2 separate regions of the Zea mays genome follow, and region 2 is linked to region 1. The links are chromatin contacts, called in public Hi-C maps. All regions are on one chromosome and are shown on one strand. Each heading gives the region's core, a stretch centred on a gene start, on an enhancer-like site or on the middle of the called end of the contact. The rest is flanking DNA. Distances are from core to core; before and after follow the strand shown. Region 1 holds the start of LOC100278365. Region 2 holds the start of LOC100273458.

What was found. A called contact is a pair of places that touch in the nucleus more often than the background predicts.
Region 2: a Hi-C map of leaf shows a contact between it and region 1, with 2.2 times the contacts expected there. The contact joins the promoter of LOC100273458 here to the promoter of LOC100278365 in region 1. A contact is called at or near these places in 17 of 25 Hi-C or Micro-C datasets (bundle sheath, ear, endosperm and 6 more) and 2 of 3 datasets of contacts at active chromatin or transcription factors (leaf and seedling).

Annotation. Positions count from the first base shown.
Region 1 is chr10:92,034,233-92,037,091 of Zm-B73-REFERENCE-NAM-5.0, reverse strand. It overlaps LOC100278365, which reads right to left and starts at 1,432. Exons shown (of 1, transcript NM_001346016.1): 1 at 1-1,432. The coding sequence starts at 1,333. The coding sequence ends at 392.
Region 2 is chr10:92,294,509-92,297,367 of Zm-B73-REFERENCE-NAM-5.0, reverse strand. It overlaps LOC100273458, which reads right to left and starts at 1,353. Exons shown (of 1, transcript NM_001147895.2): 1 at 85-1,353. The coding sequence starts at 1,243. The coding sequence ends at 299.

The DNA of each region.
Region 1 (2,859 bases), core at 183-2,682:
TTCCTAGTCATGTAAGTGTATGGACATATAGAAATAAAACATCTCAAGACTCCAATAACAGGCTCATGCTAACTAGTCATGGCTTTAAACCTTCATGATACAAACTAGTCACAACTTTAAACATTTCATGCCAACAAGATCATGGATGGTGTTTTTTTTCCTAGAGAAAAGCTAGAATGAGAAAAGACCTAACTCAGCATACATATCAGGATAGTATCGTATAGACACGTATATGATACTATATCACACAGCCGTTCAATTTCTAGAACAAATGCAGATTGATCTGTGAATATGCATGTCTCATATTTTACTAGGTTAGATGGACTGAATCCCGTGAAACAAACAATTTATTCAACAAGTTTCTGCATGAATATCATCCCAAATTCAATAATCACTCTCGTTGATAAAAAAAATGCAACCAACAGTTAAACAGAAGTGAAATAGAAACTATTTGAATCAGATCCACTCCGTTATTCACATCAAAATAATTGTTGCTTGATCTATAAAAGCAGTAGGAACATTGTTTACCCATCAATTTCAAGTACACAGTAACAAGAACAACAGTACAGCTAGAATTGAGCATGTGAGTGTTGTTGATACCTCGTTGAGCTCTCTCTGCCGCGGCTTTCTGCTCGGCAGCAAGAGCCAGCTCAGGATCCACCCCGAAAGCTTGGGCGTAGGTGTTGTCTATCGGCGAAAACACCGCGCGGCGGTACGCCAAGAACAGCGCGGCCATCTCCATCCCAGGCACGGTGCGCGCGGCTTTTTCCGCCGCGTCTCGCTGAGTCACGGCGGCGTCCAGCAGGTAGTTGAGCGCCTTCCGCGGCACGAATCGCTGCCGTGCGGCCCGGATCTGGTCGAGTTGGTAGTCAGCGTCGGTGTCGAATGCCGGGACGTCGACCAGGAAGAAGTTGCCGTCGCTGGGGTGGGGACGGAAGGCGTCAGGAATGTCGCAAGGGCAGAGCAGCGCCAGCGCGCTGCGGCGGGCTACCTCGTCGACGGCCTCGGCCACGGCGGCGGCAAAGCTGCTGCGGGAGCTGCCGCCCTGGGCCGCCTTCTCGGTGAAGTGGTCCTCGAAGGGGACGAGCTCGCTGGGGTCAAACCACCCATAGCTCGAGTCACCGAAGAAGGCGACGAGGACGAGCCCGTCGCGGTGGCCGCGGTGTACCTCCTCGTCGTCGGTGAGGCTGACGCTGTAGATATGGCCAGGCCACCACGGATGGGACTTCACCTTGGCCCAGACCATGTCGCCGAACCGGGGGCCGCCGTTCGCCCATGCGATGCCGCGTCCGGCAGCAGGAACCATGGCGCCTCCAGCGGCGGGGTCGGACATCCTGTGGAGGGGAACCGAAAACCTAGATTTGGATGCAGGGTCGATTGGTCTGGGCTTGGGTTTGGGTTCCGGAGGAGGGTGGCCTGGGATCGGTGGAAGGAGGGACATTGTTGGTAATTTTTATTATTTTATAACTAGTGCGTTACGCGCGCGCCTGCGCGCGTAATTTTTTTTTTATACCAACAACGCAGTAGCAGTAGTACTACAAATTTAGATTACAATAAGTAGCAAGTTACATTGAGCTAGCATAATTTAGTGTCCAGTAATAATATATCTGAAGAGTTTACATAGGCATGTATAGTTGTACAAAGGTTCCAACAGGGGAGTCATATGTACATAAAAGTCTACTAACCAGAAGTGACAGTTTTCCTTGCATACACACATAGTTGTAGAAAGGCTTCAACATCAGGTTAATATATACATAAAAGTCTTGTGACCAAAAGTGATGGAGCCTTTTTTATGTGTGCAAGGTGCAAATGAGTCTGTTGATCAAAAGTGGCCTAGCTTTTCTTGCATAGACACCGTTTTAGGAAGGTTTAAACACCAGACTAATATGTACATAAAAGTCTCAGGACCAAAAGTGATACAACCTCATACCTGTATATAAATGAGAGTAGTATGTTAGTATAGACAACACTAAAGATTTTAATGCAATATCAGGATTATATAAGAAAGAACATTATTTAAAATGATAGAAACAGTAACATATTATATATCTATTTTCTCTTTCCCTTACTCCCCGACAAAGAACATTATTTGAAATGATAGAAACCCTAAACCCCAAACGACCCCTAGCTCCCCCGGGCTCGCGTGTTTTCTTGGCCAGAGGGGATCGGCACGGTGGAAGGATGACGTGGCAACTTCGTCGTTGCCGGCACGTCGGATGGAAAGATTGAGACATTCCCTTGCTTCAGTCCAGTAGCGATCCATCTTACACAACATGCCCTTTTTAAAAAGGTTTTTTACACTCCCATGTTGGAGCTCTAGAATCTTTGGATCCGCAGAACTTTATTATTGCCATTTTTTTTCCAGAATTATCTGCAACCCAAGATACCCTCCAGGCCTTCAATAAGCACTATAAGAGATACACCACTAATAATTAATTATAGCACCGGTTCTGAGTTTTCTATGACCTAGCGCGAGACTTAAAACCAAAGCCCCTGATACAAATATCCTCCTCATCATCATATTTAATAAAATAACACAAGAACTAAAGAAGTGTCGTTTTTGCAGCGTCCACCATACTTTTAGCTGGGTAAAAAGTATGGCAGACTTTGTACATGAAGTAGTGATAATCACCATATTTTAAAAAGTGACTAAAATGTTTGCTTGGAACACCAGTGTAGACTGAAGCTTAACATGCAACGATTCACTTTATTTGAAAAAAAAAGGTTCCAACCAGATCTAACCTAGTAGAAACTGTTGTGTTAGATAATTAAGGTATTGTTTGGAAGCAACCTAGTTTTAAAGAAACCAGTTTTTATTTTATTAGGTAGGAGAGCCTAGCTTCTTGGTTTAAGAAACTG
Region 2 (2,859 bases), core at 104-2,603, 260 kb before region 1:
TTGCTACTACGCCTAATATATATAGCAACTATTAGTCGCTATAGCCCGAATTAAATCACTATTTTCTGTTTGAGAAAGGCGATGGATAAGTGCCTTAGCCCACTATTTAGAACACTTATGAATACTTAATAAACTTATTGCTACAACAATATATCATATTATACCATGCAACTAAAGTTAAACACCTTAAATCCTAACCGGTGTTTATCATATATACTTTACATTATCATTATTTCTCCGGCTGTTTTATTCAACAAATAAATTATAATGCATTTAATAATTGGTCCCCTCCATTTATTTATGCCGCTGGAGATGACTTGGGCGCTGCAACCTTGACGGCTTCGAACCTGGGCTCCTTGGCCTGGAACTTGTGCTTGGCGTACACGTCCATGTAGTCGCCGAACACGTACTTGGGGTATGCGTCGCCGCCGCTGGCCTGCACCGCCGCCGGCGAGATGGTGGCCTCGTTGGCCGGGTTGTAGAAGGAAGCGATGGAGCGGCGGTTGCCGTCGCGCATGGGCAGCACGCGGTGCCAGGCGCTGCGGTAGCGCCCGTTGCTGAGCACCTCAATCTGGTCGCCAGTGTTGACGACGATGGCGCCCGCGAGCGGCTGCACGTCGGTCCACTGGCCGTCCTTGAGCACCTCCAGGCCGCCGACCCTGTCGTCCTGGAACAGCAGGATGACGCCGCCGGCGTCGGTGTGCGCGCGCAGGCCCGTGATGAGGTCCGGGCGCGGGCACGGCGGGTAGTGGCTGACCTTGGTGCCGAAGAAGGGCTCGTGCCGGCCGCCGCTGGAGAAGGCGTCCTTGATGGTGCCCCTGGCGAGGCCGAGGTTCTCGTCCATGGCCTCCATGACGCGCTCGGCGAGCTTCCTCAGCTCGGCGCGGTACTCGCGCATGGTCTCCTTGAACGCCGGCGGCTCGGACGGCCACTGGCATCCGTCGTGGATGTAGAAGATGTCCTCCCAGTCCAGGTCATCCACCGGCGCCACAACCTCGCCGCGCCGCTCCGCGTCGACGAGCGCCTCCAGCGTGCGCACCGGCTCCGACGCCTTGAACCCGGCCTCCCGGAGGCGGTAGCAGTCGGAGCTCACCTTCTTGACGCGCTCAAGAAGCTCCAGCGGGATGCCGTGGTTCACGAGCTGGAAGAATCCCCACTCCTCGCAGCCATTGGCGATCTGCGCCAGGGTTTCGGCCCTCTCAGCGCCGTCCAGCTTGGAGAAGTCGATGACGGGAACCACCATTGTTGTTATATTATTATTTGACTTGGGAATTGATCGAAGACGAGCTCGGGAAGATGGAAGTGTTGTATGTAAGCAGTTGCTGTAGGGAAGGCTAGCTAGCTGATGACTTGAGGATGGAGAAGGCATGGATCCATGGCACCCGTATATATAGCAGTGATCAACAAGCAGCTAGCTCAACCTACCTACTGACAAGCGTCGTCGCAGCTGGTACGGACCTGGACTGGACCTTTTTTTGGGTCCTGTCATGGCTACCTCTAGGTGTGATGAAGCTTCTGGGCAGTGGCAGAGCCATTGGACTGGATGCTTGTGGTGGCAACTTGACCTTTGCCACCCCAATCGGAAATTCAGGATCGGATGTCCCTGTCAAGGTGACGAGCTAACATCAGGCATTCAATCACATTGCCAGCCATGCTTTGACAAAGTCAGAACTGGCATCAGCTCGTTCGTAGAGAGAGGGCAGGTAAAGACCTAACTAACAACTAACCAGCAAAAATATGTAGCTTTTTATATCAGACACTCCCTCCACTATTAACTATATATAAGTTATTTTCCCTTGCTTGTCACATAATGTGATAATTTTCTATATGAACAAAATGTTATTCATAGCCTCCTCCACAAGAAAAAAAATGGTATCTATTGGACATTTCAAAAGCCTTTGATTCCCTTAACTATCTCCGGGATGTTTTAAAAGCTCTAGCTAGGTTTCAGTCAAAAATAGAGAGACTAGCATCTTGGCTACATCATCTTCCAAAGTGCTAGTGAATGATCGCCCAAGCAAAAAATTTAAACACGCCTGAAGTCTTCATCAAGGTGACCCTCTTTCATCTTGGCCATTGATCCCCTACAGAAGGTTATTGAGAAAGCGTCTGCAGCCGGTCATCCGAAGCTTGTACTACCAAAAATGTCTGCATTGCTCGCTTTATGCCGATGATGATGCGATTTTTTAGGGCTAGAAATGAGCTGAGTCTCATTCAACGAGTTTAAGAAGGAGGCTCGACTCGCTGGGTGACCAAGCTCGACTCGGCTCAGCTTGGTTCGTCCACTCAATAAGATTAAGAAGGAGGCTCGACTCAACTCGCGAGCTACACCTTGATAAATAATATTGCATTATACAATGACTATTATTGTATATAGATATGAAATATGACCATCATTTAACATTATAAGTAATCTAAATTTTAAATTATCATAAATCCATCATTAAATGATAAGGAACGAGTCGAATATCTATAAAATTATCCAATATCTATTATTATTTTATAGATTCATTAATTTGGCATAACTTGCAAACTGACTCGGCTTGTTATACCAATGAGCTCTACAACTTGGCTCGGTTCGTCTCTGCTCGCTCGAGGCTCATGAGCCACTCCGAGCCGACCTAAGTTTAAGCCGCCTCGCGAGCCTCGAATTTTTTTTAGCCCTAAGAACATCTCTTAACCACGATGACTCTATCCATAGATGGTGGAGAAGGTGTAGACTCCGTGTTGATAAACATAGACGAATGATTTTCTATGGGTTGGTAGACTATTTTTGGTGGAATATCTGAAAAGAAAGAAATAGGAGGATCTTCCAAAACTTTGGGGGAAAATCAGCCTGTGGTCGCCCATCTTATCATA